Regions from separate parts of the Hordeum vulgare genome. Here region 1 is linked to region 2. Evidence: chromatin contacts called from public Hi-C data. All regions are on one chromosome and are shown on one strand. Each heading gives the region's core, a stretch centred on a gene start, on an enhancer-like site or on the middle of the called end of the contact. The rest is flanking DNA. Distances are from core to core; before and after follow the strand shown. Region 1 has its middle 67 kb from the start of LOC123396336. Region 2 holds the start of LOC123453175 (putative disease resistance protein At5g47280).

The links. A called contact is a pair of places that touch in the nucleus more often than the background predicts.
Region 1: a Hi-C map of leaf shows a contact between it and region 2, with 2.4 times the contacts expected there. The contact joins the enhancer-like site here to the promoter of LOC123453175 in region 2. A contact is called at or near these places in 3 of 6 Hi-C or Micro-C datasets (leaf and seedling) and 1 of 1 datasets of contacts at active chromatin or transcription factors (embryo).

Annotation. Positions count from the first base shown.
Region 1 is chr5H:67,408,849-67,414,945 of MorexV3_pseudomolecules_assembly, forward strand. No RefSeq gene overlaps it. Among protein-coding and RNA genes, the nearest start is that of LOC123396336, 67 kb to the left of the region's middle. Within about 2 kb of position 2,658, at least 3 of the 3 cell types and tissues checked have open chromatin away from gene starts, as enhancers often do. A contact at or near this core is called in leaf and seedling, where this site is marked.
Region 2 is chr5H:67,310,530-67,315,989 of MorexV3_pseudomolecules_assembly, forward strand. It overlaps LOC123453175 (putative disease resistance protein At5g47280), which reads right to left and starts at 1,879. Exons shown (of 4, transcript XM_045129946.1): 1 at 853-1,879; 2 at 1-84. The coding sequence starts at 1,597.

The DNA of each region.
Region 1 (6,097 bases), core at 1,408-3,907, 99 kb after region 2:
GTAACAACATACATATCATCAAAATATCAAATGAATACTAACTCTATATGATTACTAATAACAAGACTTCTCCCATGTCCTGAGGAACAATAGTTATTACTCACACCTCATCAACATGTTCCAGATGAGAGGTCTAATAATAATAGTTAAGGATTTGAGCATAATATCTTTCACTAAGTAATCCAACAAGCATCAACTATACGATATAATCAACACAATAGTAACCCACATGTACCAATCGAAGGTTTAGAGACAAAGATTGAATACAAGATATGAACTAGGGTTGAAGATGAGATGGTGCTCATGAAGATGATGATGAAGATTGGTCCTCCCACGAAGGTGGAAGCATTGGTGATGACGATGGCTTTGATTTCCCCCTCCCAGAGGGAAGTTCCCCCGACAGAATCTCTCTACCGAAGAGCACAAGGGCCTCTGCCTAGGTTTCCGCCTCAAGACGGCGGAGCTTCATCCCAAAAGGTTTCTTATTATTTTTTCTAGGTCAAAACATGCCATATAAGAGAAGAGGGACGCCAGAGGGCCAGCAGGGGGCCAACAAGGCATCATGGCACGACTAGGGGGTGGAATAGACAAGGCCGCTTCTTCGTGGACCCCTTGTGGGTGGAGCCCTCCGTGGACTCTCGCAGTCGTTACCCTCCGTGGGTTGAAGTCTCCACTAACATGGACGTACGATAGCGCCACCTATCGGAACCATGCCAAAAATCGCCGTGTCAACCTTTGCGTTTGATCTCCCTACCTTACACTCTACTTTACATTTGTATGTTTTACTTTCCGCTGCTATACTCTTAGATGTGCATGTGTAGGATGTACTTGACTAGTCATAATTGCTAAAACTGGCCCACACTTAAAATTGAGAAAAGGCTAAGTTTTTATCCTCTCAAGTAGTCTAATCACCCCCCATCTAGACATACTTTCGATCCTACAGAAGATAATCCGCGAGCGTTGTGCGGCTCGCGAGAAGCGTGCCATGATGTCACCCCCTTCCGCCGCCCGAAGCCCGACGACGGGGACTCCGGCGTCGGATCCAACAATGATGACAGAGGAGGAGCCGTCGGCCACCCCGACATGGCCTACAAGGTCATCGTCAAGTATTGGGTAGTTTAGGGTTTTTTAAAGATATTCAAATCATGGAACAAAATATCGTCCGATTTTATATAAAAGTTATCCTACATTAAATGAATTTCGTTCATTTTATATCAAAATTCGTTCGGTTTACACGAATTTCATCCTTTAGTTCAAATAGTTGTCGAAATATATGAGGGCAACTTTGAAAGACGAAGACATCTGTCTCCTTGGACATATGCGGAAGAAAATTTACGAATCGACATTGAAGATGCCCTAAGAGCAACTCCAACCAGGTGAGCCATTTCATCCGCTCATGTATTTTTGAGTTGCCGTGGACAAAACGATGGCCCAACGCAGTGGCCATTCCTATTTTTCATCCGGCTTGTCTTCGTTCAAGCCCATTTCAGATCAAATTTGAGACACTTTTGGTCCGGAGGTCGATACAACACGAACGTTTTCTGTGTCTTCTTTGTCCGATTATGTCCGCTGCATGTGCTACGTGGCCCACCTACCGTCTATCCATCCATCACATTTCATCTGTGTCTTTCTTTTACTCTTCCTTATTCAATCCATCAAGCCACCGCGTGGCCCATCTTTCATCAACCCACCTATTTCATTCCATCTATATTCTCTTTTTTCTATCTCTTCTATCATCCATGCGGTCATCCAAAATGCATCTATCATTGAGCATGTTGGCTAACCTAAATAAAAGACGGACAAATATGTCCGTTAGACCAACTTAAATGAATAAAATTTGATGTATGTTTAAGTTGTTTGAGTCGCTGCGTTGAATTTGCTCTAAATACCCCGGTATACACCAGGTGAAAATCTCGTGCAGCCGATATACTTTGCCCGGCCGTGTCATGCTCCGTCTTTGAGTTTTGCAAGGGCGTCCACCGCAGTTGCCGTTGGCAAACAAGGACGGCATGGGACCAAGGGTGTATGTCAACTGTCGAGCGATAGAGCTTTATTTCCAATTAAATGATCGACCGCCACCAAACTGTCTACATGGGGTTTGACCAAGTAATGCGAATAAATGTGTAGTGCATGGATATGTACGGGGTATATTTTCAATTGTTATCTCGCGATATTATAAGATGTCCAGGAACGGTGCACCGCGCGTTCCATCCTGTCCTTTTCTTTCTCAATAATTGAGTGATGTTTTCTTCAGATCTACCACCATGGCACAAGGCGGCTGAATTGTCGTATGCCCAGAAAATGGTTAATTGGTTCTGTAAGTGTAATAATGCAATGTTATATTTGTATTGTACTCCTACCGTAATATAAGATGTTTTCACAGTGCAAGGTGTAGAGGTACTAGTATGTGTTTGCTATTATTTGAGAGTTTTTCTTTTCCGTGTTTCAAATCATCTTTAACAAATCCCGTAAAGCTTCGTCCGTAAAAGACAGTATACATGCTCCCCTAAAATAAATTTACTGTACTGAAAAGGATCGGACAGAACAGACGTTATAAATCCGTATCGTAAACTTTTTTCGCACGCTTCTTCTTCTTGGCGATGCTCCGGCCCGTCGCCGGTGACACTCCAAGCCGCCGCGTGCTCCGGCCATGCTTCGTTTGGTTGTCGGTGGGCTCCTCCACCTGTTTGCTGCCCGTGCATGGCGTCGTGGGGCCCCTGCTCTGTTGTTGACCGATTTTAGAAGATTGTTCAAAAACAACTAAAATCCTGCACATATGAAGGATGGGAGCTCGAATATAAGGGAGCCTGTAAATTATTTTACGGGATATGCTGTTTTACATGATCTATTTGGAAGCCTTTTTCCAGCTTGTATCAAAAATAAAAAGATTTGACGGCGTTTACAAAATGTGCTAGAGATGCTCTCAATCAAATCTATGGTAGGTGAAAAACACGTGAGCCCGAGACGGGGGAAGTTATAGGACGTGCTGTTTTAGAGCAACTCTAGCAGACCCCGCATCCTGCCGGCCCGTAAAATGCGTTTGCAAGTCGCGGAAAACAGCTTTTGCGGGCTATTCTGGGCTGGTACAGATGTAGACCCCTCAAACGGATCCGTAAAAAAATATTTATGAAATATTTTTTTTTACGGATCGGCTTTGCGGGGTCTGCTCTTTGCACCGTTGCTTCCCGCATATCATCAGCCCGCAAATATTAAATACAACATAATTCATCAGCCGAAAACAAACTGAATTATTCGAATGAAACACAATAAAATAATCATCCGTATTACAAATAATTATTCAAAACTTGTCATGAATACAAAAATAAGTCACTGTTCAGTCCTTTGTCAATGGTGTTCAATGAGATCTTTCTGAAGTTGAAAGTGAGTGCCTGGGTTTTGAATCTCCTTGTATGTGTGAAGAAAAGCTCTAATGCGGTTTGGGTCTCTAGCTGGTTTGACACGGCTACCCACATTATCGTAAAAGAATTCTAAGTTCAATCCTCTCTCATCTTCAAGAATCATATTATGCAGGATAACACAGCATGTCATGATGTTCTTCAAGGTTTTCTTATCCCAAAAACGAGCAGGACCACGGACAATGGCAAACCTAGATTGCAAAACACCGAATGCTCTTTCAATGTCTTTGCGGGCTGCCTCTTGCACCTTTGCAAATTCACATTCTTTTTTTGTTTTGGGTTCCTCGATGCTCTTGACAAATGTGCACCAAGGAGGGTATATACCATGTGCAAGATAGTACTTTTTTGTGTATTCATGTCCATTGATAGTGTAGTTGCAAGCAGGAGCATGACCACTAACAAGCCTAGCAAACAAATGAGACCGTTGCAACACATTGATATCATTGAGAGTGCCCGGCATATCAAAAAAGCAATGCCAAATCCATAAATCCTCGGATGCTACATCCTCTAGCACAATTGTTGCATCACGAGACTTGCCACAATACATTCCTTGCCAAGCCTTGGGGCAATTTTTCCAATTCCAATGCATACAATCAATGCTACCTAGCATGCCAGGCCAACCTCTCCTCTTATTAGATGCCATCATTTTCTTTGTATCATCTTTATTGGGTGTCCGAAGATGCTCAGGACCGAAGACACGGATGATCACTTTCGCAAATCTACGCAGAGACTCGATTGTGGTATCTTCACCAATGCGAAGGTATTCATCGGCATAGTCAGCCGGAACGCCATATGTAATTTCCCGCATAGCTGCGGAGATTTTTTTATATGCACTAAATCCTTTTAAGCCCGCGTCATTCCTTCTTTGAGTAAAATACCGGCAATTTTCCTCGCAAGCTTGAACAATTTTCACAAAGAGGGATTGGCGCATTCGGTACCTTCTACGGAAGAGGTGTGGAGGATATGTAGGATTCTCCGTGAAATAGTCTTGCATCAACATCTCGTTCCCAAGATGGCGATTCCGAGGAATGCACAAACGCCCGAAAGTCGATCATCGCCTCCTCTTCCGGTTCTCGTCTTCATGCTCCTTCACGGCAAGCGCCATGACTAATGTTTGGTGACGAAAGGCCGCAAGCATGGTCTCAACATCCGAGCCGTCCGAATCGTACGAATCGGATAGTAGGAACTTCTCTCATGGGGTCAACTCCATCTTCTCGGGCGGGTGGGAGGATAGTAGGAACCACAAAAAAGGTACTAACCGGCGGCGGCGACGAAGCGGTGGTCGATCCCCGGCGGCGGCGGGGGCGGCTCTTCTCGCCGGATCCGAAGGGGCGGTGCAGCGGTTCGCCTGCAGATATGGTCGGAGTCACCGGCGGCGGGCGGGCGGAAGCAAGGGCGGGGCGGCGGCGGAAGGAGGGGAAAATAGCGCGGGCTGAAATGTCCCTCCCGCCAACTATTTCTGTGTGATGCAGGGCACCGCAGCCGCGAGGGGAAAATCCGCGTTTTCCCAGGTTGGGGTCGGGAATTTGCCACGCCCCCTAAAAAATTTTGCGAGCCGGGGCGGGATGCGGGGTCTGATCGGGCAGGCTTTTCCGCCCCGACCCGCAAAATAACTGCCAAAATGCGGGGGCGGATGCGGGGTCTGCTAGAGTTGCTCTTAGAGTCCAAGCTCAAATGAGCTTGGATGAACACTATCTCCGAAAAACATTCGAAAAAAGTTTAAAAACTTCTGACTTTTTGGATGTAAATATTGACAAAAAATATCAGTGCATACAAAATTTCATCACAAAATAACATTTGTGGAAGTCATAACAAAAAAATGATGCTCCAAAAGTGCAATTTTCCATAACATTTTGGAGTACTAATTTTGTTTTTTCCACGACTTCTATGAATGTCACTTTTTTTGATAAAATTTTGCATGCACTAAGAACTTTTGTCAATGTTTACACTCAAAAAAGTTCAGAAGTTTTTGAAATGCTTGTCATGTATTTTGGATTTTACTATTCACCCTAAGCTCAAATGAGCTCGGGAGGAGAAGATGACTATTGAAAGTTAAAATTCTACCGACGCATCTATGTAAATATAATGCATTCTTCGTTCGCCTCGGCATCAAAATTGGTGTGATGTGTTGTGATATAAAGAATAATTTTTCTGAGGGAAATATAAAGAATAGTTGCATGCCCGTAGACGTCTCTCTCTCTCGCCCCAATTTAAAGACTTGCATTTTATTTTGCGTCACATTTTGAGTTGTTCATAACTTTTGAATGAATATTTGTTTTGTGAAACTTTTTTACATAATTGGATTCAAGTCGATAAGATATTTAAAACAAAACCAATCTTGGATATATTTTACTAGTTTGAATTCTCGGTCATATTTCAATTTTAGCTATATTTTATAGTGAAGCTGCTTATTTCATTCAAATCGAAATATCATATTTGTGAAGCTGTAAATTTCAGTGTGTAAACTAATATTTGGTGAATTGTGGCTGAAATCAAAAAATGGTATTAGTGAATATATTTGACTTATATTAGTTTTACACACTCAAATGAGAAGATTCAGAAATATCATATTCAAGAGTCTCATTTCACTCAATTAAAAAAACAATTTTAGTAATTTCAAAAAATGATTTGAAAATTGAAATAACCAGTTTTAAATTCTTTGTGCTACCATTTTCCATGTC
Region 2 (5,460 bases), core at 629-3,128:
TCTGCTCCCACAGCTTCATCTTGATGGTCTCCAGATTTGCGGATTGTGAGACCGTCTCAAAGAAGACCCTGTTGTTGAAGTAGCCTAAACAAAGAAAGAAACATATATTAGCACTATGTAGAGAAGAAAGATCACTACACTTAAGAGACCAACTATGAAACAAGATTGAATGGAAATCCACTTTTGGCATGCCTAATCTTGAGAACAGATCTTGATGAGAGCATGCCGACGTAGTGAGGCTCAAATCAATCAACATGTCTAGAAGGATTAGCTTCACAAACATTTACTAATTCCAAGTCCCTTTGTAACTACATACAGATGGTAATTCAGATCTGTATAACACCATGACCAAATTAATTTGGATTGACAATCGATATTAAACTATTGAAACGATAAGAGTGTGTGCTTGGATCTGATCTGGTATCATTCAGTTGTTTAGGGGTCTCCATTAATTAACTGAATAGTGTTGCCATCATGAACAAATTTTTCAGTGTCTGCTAAGTTAGGCAGGCGGGAGTTGGTGTGCTCCCATCAGCAACCCAATCCCACCACAGCCATACGGACGCTCCGCACTAAGCTGGTCAAAGCGCCAATTTTGACCAAACAAGTGGTGATGTGCTAAACGTAAGCATCAGCCTCGACTTTACATAATTAAATCATATGACGACACGTAAATCAACAGCCAAAGATTCCCCAAATTTCAATCTTTGTTAGTAGTAGTGCCCCATAATTCGATAAGGATGATTATGAACACAGATGCAAACTTTCTGCAGAAGATTCGAAGAACGGAATAAAGGATTTTAAGAAAGAATTCGTATGAGACAAGATGGTTGGGATTTGATCGTTTATTACCTTGGATCTTCTGATCCTTATAGATCTCCATGGCGAGCGTGGTCTTGCCGCTGCCGCCCATGCCGCAGATGCTGACAACCTCCCAGCCGCCGCCGCTGCTCATCACCATCTCTTTAACCTTCTCCTTGCCTACCTTGACGCCGCTTCCCACCAAGCAGCTGCCGTCCTTGTTTTTCTCCTCGCACGGGAGCTCGAAATCCATCGGCATCCCCATGCCCTTGGTCGGCGGCGCCACCTCCACCGCCATCGCCATGCCCTTGGAGGGCGGCGGCGGCAGTGCGACGGGGAGGGACATGGCGGGCGGGATCGTGGCGGGCGCCTGCATCGCGGCGACCTCCTCGACGCGGCGCTCGAGGCGGCCGATGCGGGCCTCGGCCTCGTCGCGGAGGCGGCGCACGCCGTCGAGCACGTGCGCGGGGGCGTGGCGCGCCAGCCAGCGCTCGATGCCCTTGTCGGCCGCCTCCATCCTGCGGGCCAGCTGCGCGGTGCGGTAGACGTTCCAGCGCGGGGCGGCGGCGGCGCGGCGCGCGAGGTCGAGCGCCTCCCGGAGCTGCACGGCGAGCTCGCCCAGCTCGGTGTTGCTCCGGAGCGCGTGGCGGCCGTTCTGCTGCACGAGCGGAAGCAGCGGCTCGACGTTCCGGCGCAGGCGCTCGGCGGTGGAGCGGCACAGGAAGGTGCCCTGCACCGCCCGCAGCAGCTCCCGGACGGCGTCACCGGCCAGCTCTTCGAACAGGAACTTCTCCATGGTGGATCTCGGGATGCCGGACGACTGGCTCTCGACGCCCCTTCCTTATCTTCTTGACCCCTTTGTCCGGGCTCAGTGGGTCTGGGTGCGTGTTTGCGTGAGCTTGCTTGTTTGTTTAGTCGGGCAAGTGAGAGGTCGCCATCGCCATGGAGGTGGGGAGGAGGAGGAGGAGGAGGGGGGCGGCGGCGGCGTTTGGTCCGGGAGACGGAGGAGGAGCAGCAGAGTTTATAGGAGGCGGGAGAGTGCGGCACGGCAGCTTTTGAGTGGAGGGGAGGGGAGGTGAGGGTCAACCGTTTGCGGTGAGGGGTCGCCGGTATATCTCAGTGCCTCACTGACACGGCCTGTAGCAAGGTGGGACCCAGGGACTATGCCGTGTTTACATGGTGGAGGACCGTGATAGCAAAAGCGAGTCGCCACCTGAGTAGTAGACCCCACCCAACTAACTAAGAGCAAGTTTTAGCAGAGTCGATATATAAGGGAAAATTTACTGTTCTGACTTTTCGGTTTGAAAAGATTTTACGATCTAATCCTTTTTAAAACGCTACAAGGCATGGCTTTGCAGCCCAATTATAAAACGCCAGTTTAATATGACGTTTTCGACCATCACCAAACGTCAGTCTACTCGAACATTGCAGACCATATACAACACCTGGGTATTCAGTGTTTCTAGCCTAGGTAGAAACGCCATGAGGGTCGGCGTTGATGTCTAGGCAGGCAGGTAGCAGCTAGCAAAAAACAGCGGAACAGCATGCAGCAGTGCAGCTGTAGCAGCAGCAGCAGGCAGTGGCAGCGCAGCGAGCAAGCAAATTGGTTTACTATCGAGAATGTGCTTCTCTGTCCAAGCGTCCAATGCTAATCTATACTACTATTAAACAATCAAACAAGAATTACACTACAGACACCCCATCAAACGCCCCACAAAAAAAACCAATCAGCACCCCACGATTTATCCCACAGATCTTAATCTAACAACCCTCGTTAATCCACCGTCTGCTGGGCGTACTTAGCAATTACAATTGGCTGAACGTACTTGTTGGAGCATAGTTTATGCCTAAGTAATTTTGGTGATTGATGAAAGTACCGTACAGGACTAACCGTGTGTGTCAAGGTTTCAGATAACACACGTCAACGGCACAAGACGACACGTCTCCTCTCTCCTGAAACGGAAGCACGGCGCTCTCTACGATTCTCTTTATTTGAGTCTTAGGAAAGCCGTACTATTAAGAGGGGATCCGTAGTGGAAAGGTTTGGGTGGAATCTATCTTTACACACGCACACTTCACATTCTCCCTTTCCTTATCTTTTGGAGCGGCCCTCGCCTATTCATTTTGAGTATCTCTGCAAAATGGTCCCCAACGGTAATACCGCTGGTTCCAGCGGTAGTACCGCTGGACTACTAGCGGTAGTACCGCTGCAGCCAGCGGTAGTACCGCTAGCTGGCGGTAGTACCGCCCCTGGTCAGCGGTAGTACCGCTCCAGGAGCTTTGTTCCACCTACCTACCGGTAGTTCGTGGACGGACCCTTTTGCGAAGACTTTCCCGGCGGTAGTAGTGCTTGTGCACTACTAAGGGGCCGGCGGTGGTACCGCTGGTGACAGCGGTAGTACCGCTGGAGACCCAGCGGTAGTACCGCTGCATCCAGCGGTAGTACCGCCAGGCAGCGGTAGTACCGCTGGAACTCGGGCAGAGAGTGGAAAAACGGTCTGAATTTTCCCTCCACTATATAAAGGGTTCTTCTAGCTGAGGAACCCTATCTCTTACCTCTCTAAGCTCCATTGTTGCTCCACAAGCTCAAAAGTGCCCGATCTCTCTCCCTAGCCAATCAAACTTGTTGATTCTTTAGGGATTGGTTGAGAAGGCCTAGATCCACACTTCCACCAAGAGAAAAGTTGATTCCCCCACCAATCCCTTGCGGATCTTGTTACTCTTGGGTGTTTGAGCATCCTAGACGGTTGAGGTCACCTCGAAGCCATATTCCATTGTGGTGAAGCTTCGTGGTTTAGTTGGGAGCCTCCAAGCTTTGTGTGGAGTTGCCCCAACCTTGTTTGTAAAGGTTCGGTCGCCGCCTTCAAGAGCACCTATAGTGGAATCACGGTACCTTGCATCGTGCGAGGGCGTGAGGAGAATACGGTGGCCTTAGTGGCTTTTTGGGGAGCATTGTGCCTCCACACCGCTCCAACGGAGACGTACTTCCTGTCAAAGGGAAGGAACTTCGGTAACACATCCTTGTCTCCATCGTTTCCACTTGTGGTTATCTCTATCCTTTACTTTGTATTTGCTTTTGCTTGTGACTATATCTTAGTTGTCTTAATAGCTCTCGTTGTTAGATTCTATAGGGTTCACCTCATTGTCATATTATTTGTGAACCCGCATAGTGTTTACCTTAGCTTGCTAAGATTAATTAAAAAGTGGTCGTTGTCTATTCACCCCCCCTCTAGCCAACCATATCGATCCTTTCAATTGGTATCAGAGCCACGTCTCTTTATTAAGGGTTTAACCACCCGAAGAGTATGGAAGGCGGAGAGGAAGTTAACCATGGGCAACCCGAGGACATGGACTTGACTTCGGTCACAAGGGACGACTTGAATACGGCTATGGCAGCCCTCAAGACGTCCTTGACGAGCGAAGTCAAAACCATGCTTAAAGAATTAATTGAGGGTCTTAAAAGTTCACCCGAACCGGCTTTAGTGGTTAAACCCACCATTTCCGATTCGGAGGCCAACTCCTCTAAGGAAGCGGCTAAAGGTATGCGACCGGCTTCACCTCACGAAAAGGATGGGACTGGAACATATGCCTCAGTTCCACCTCCCATGGCCTATGAAGGACCCGTTCTCGCACCTCGTCTTAATCCTGTTGGTCCTCCTCCTAAACTTGTGAAAGGTGACTTTGCTAACTGGGTATTTTCTATTAAGTCTCATTTGAATCACAGCTCAACAAATTTGTGGAGAATTATCGAGCAAGGATATTATCCCCATGACCCAAGCAACCTCACTCCAAGAGAAGATGCAGACAATCAATATAATCACTCTGCGTTGTTTATTCTCCAGTCTGCTGTGCCACCTGAAGATCTTCCCCACTTACGTCCCTTCACATTGGCCAAGGATTGTTGGGAGCATATTATGATGCTGTACAAGGGAAGCTCAAGTATTCAACGATCCAACTATGAAGTGATACTTGATAAGGCCGATGAGTTTGTGATGAAGGAAGACGAGGACCCTCGTGATCTCTATCGGAGGGTGACTGCTATTGCTGTGGCACTAAAGGATCATGGGAGTAAGGATGTGGATGATACATGGGTTAAGCGCAAGTTTCTCAAAGCCATCATGCCTTTCAATAAAGCCATGTCATCTATCATTCGTCAGCGGCCAGACTTCCACTCCTTGTCTTCCAGTGAAGTGTTGCATGAGTTCATTGCAATGTCAATCATGAACGAGACAGCCGACAATGCACTTGCTCGTGTCCGATCAAAAACCACTTCACCCAACCTTGCATTGAAAGCAAGAGCAGTGCTTGAAGAAGAAGAAGAAGATGAGGAAGAAGAGAGCTGCCCTAAAGACACAAAGTATGCTTATCATGAGCACATGGCTCTTGCATCAAGGCAATTCTGGGGAAATAAAAGGAACTCAAGACCCACCTTCACCAAGAACAACTCAAGTGGATTCAAACCCAAACAACGAGTAAGGACATGTTATAACTGTGGCAACGTGAGTCACTTCGTGGCAGAATGTCCCTATGAGAAAAGGGAAGACAACGGAGGCAAGCTCATTCGCAAAGACAAAACCAAATCATTTCCAATCAAGAACAACTTTGTGAGGAAACCTCACCCAAAAGGGATGGTGGCCCTGGAGGAGTATCCTTCTGATG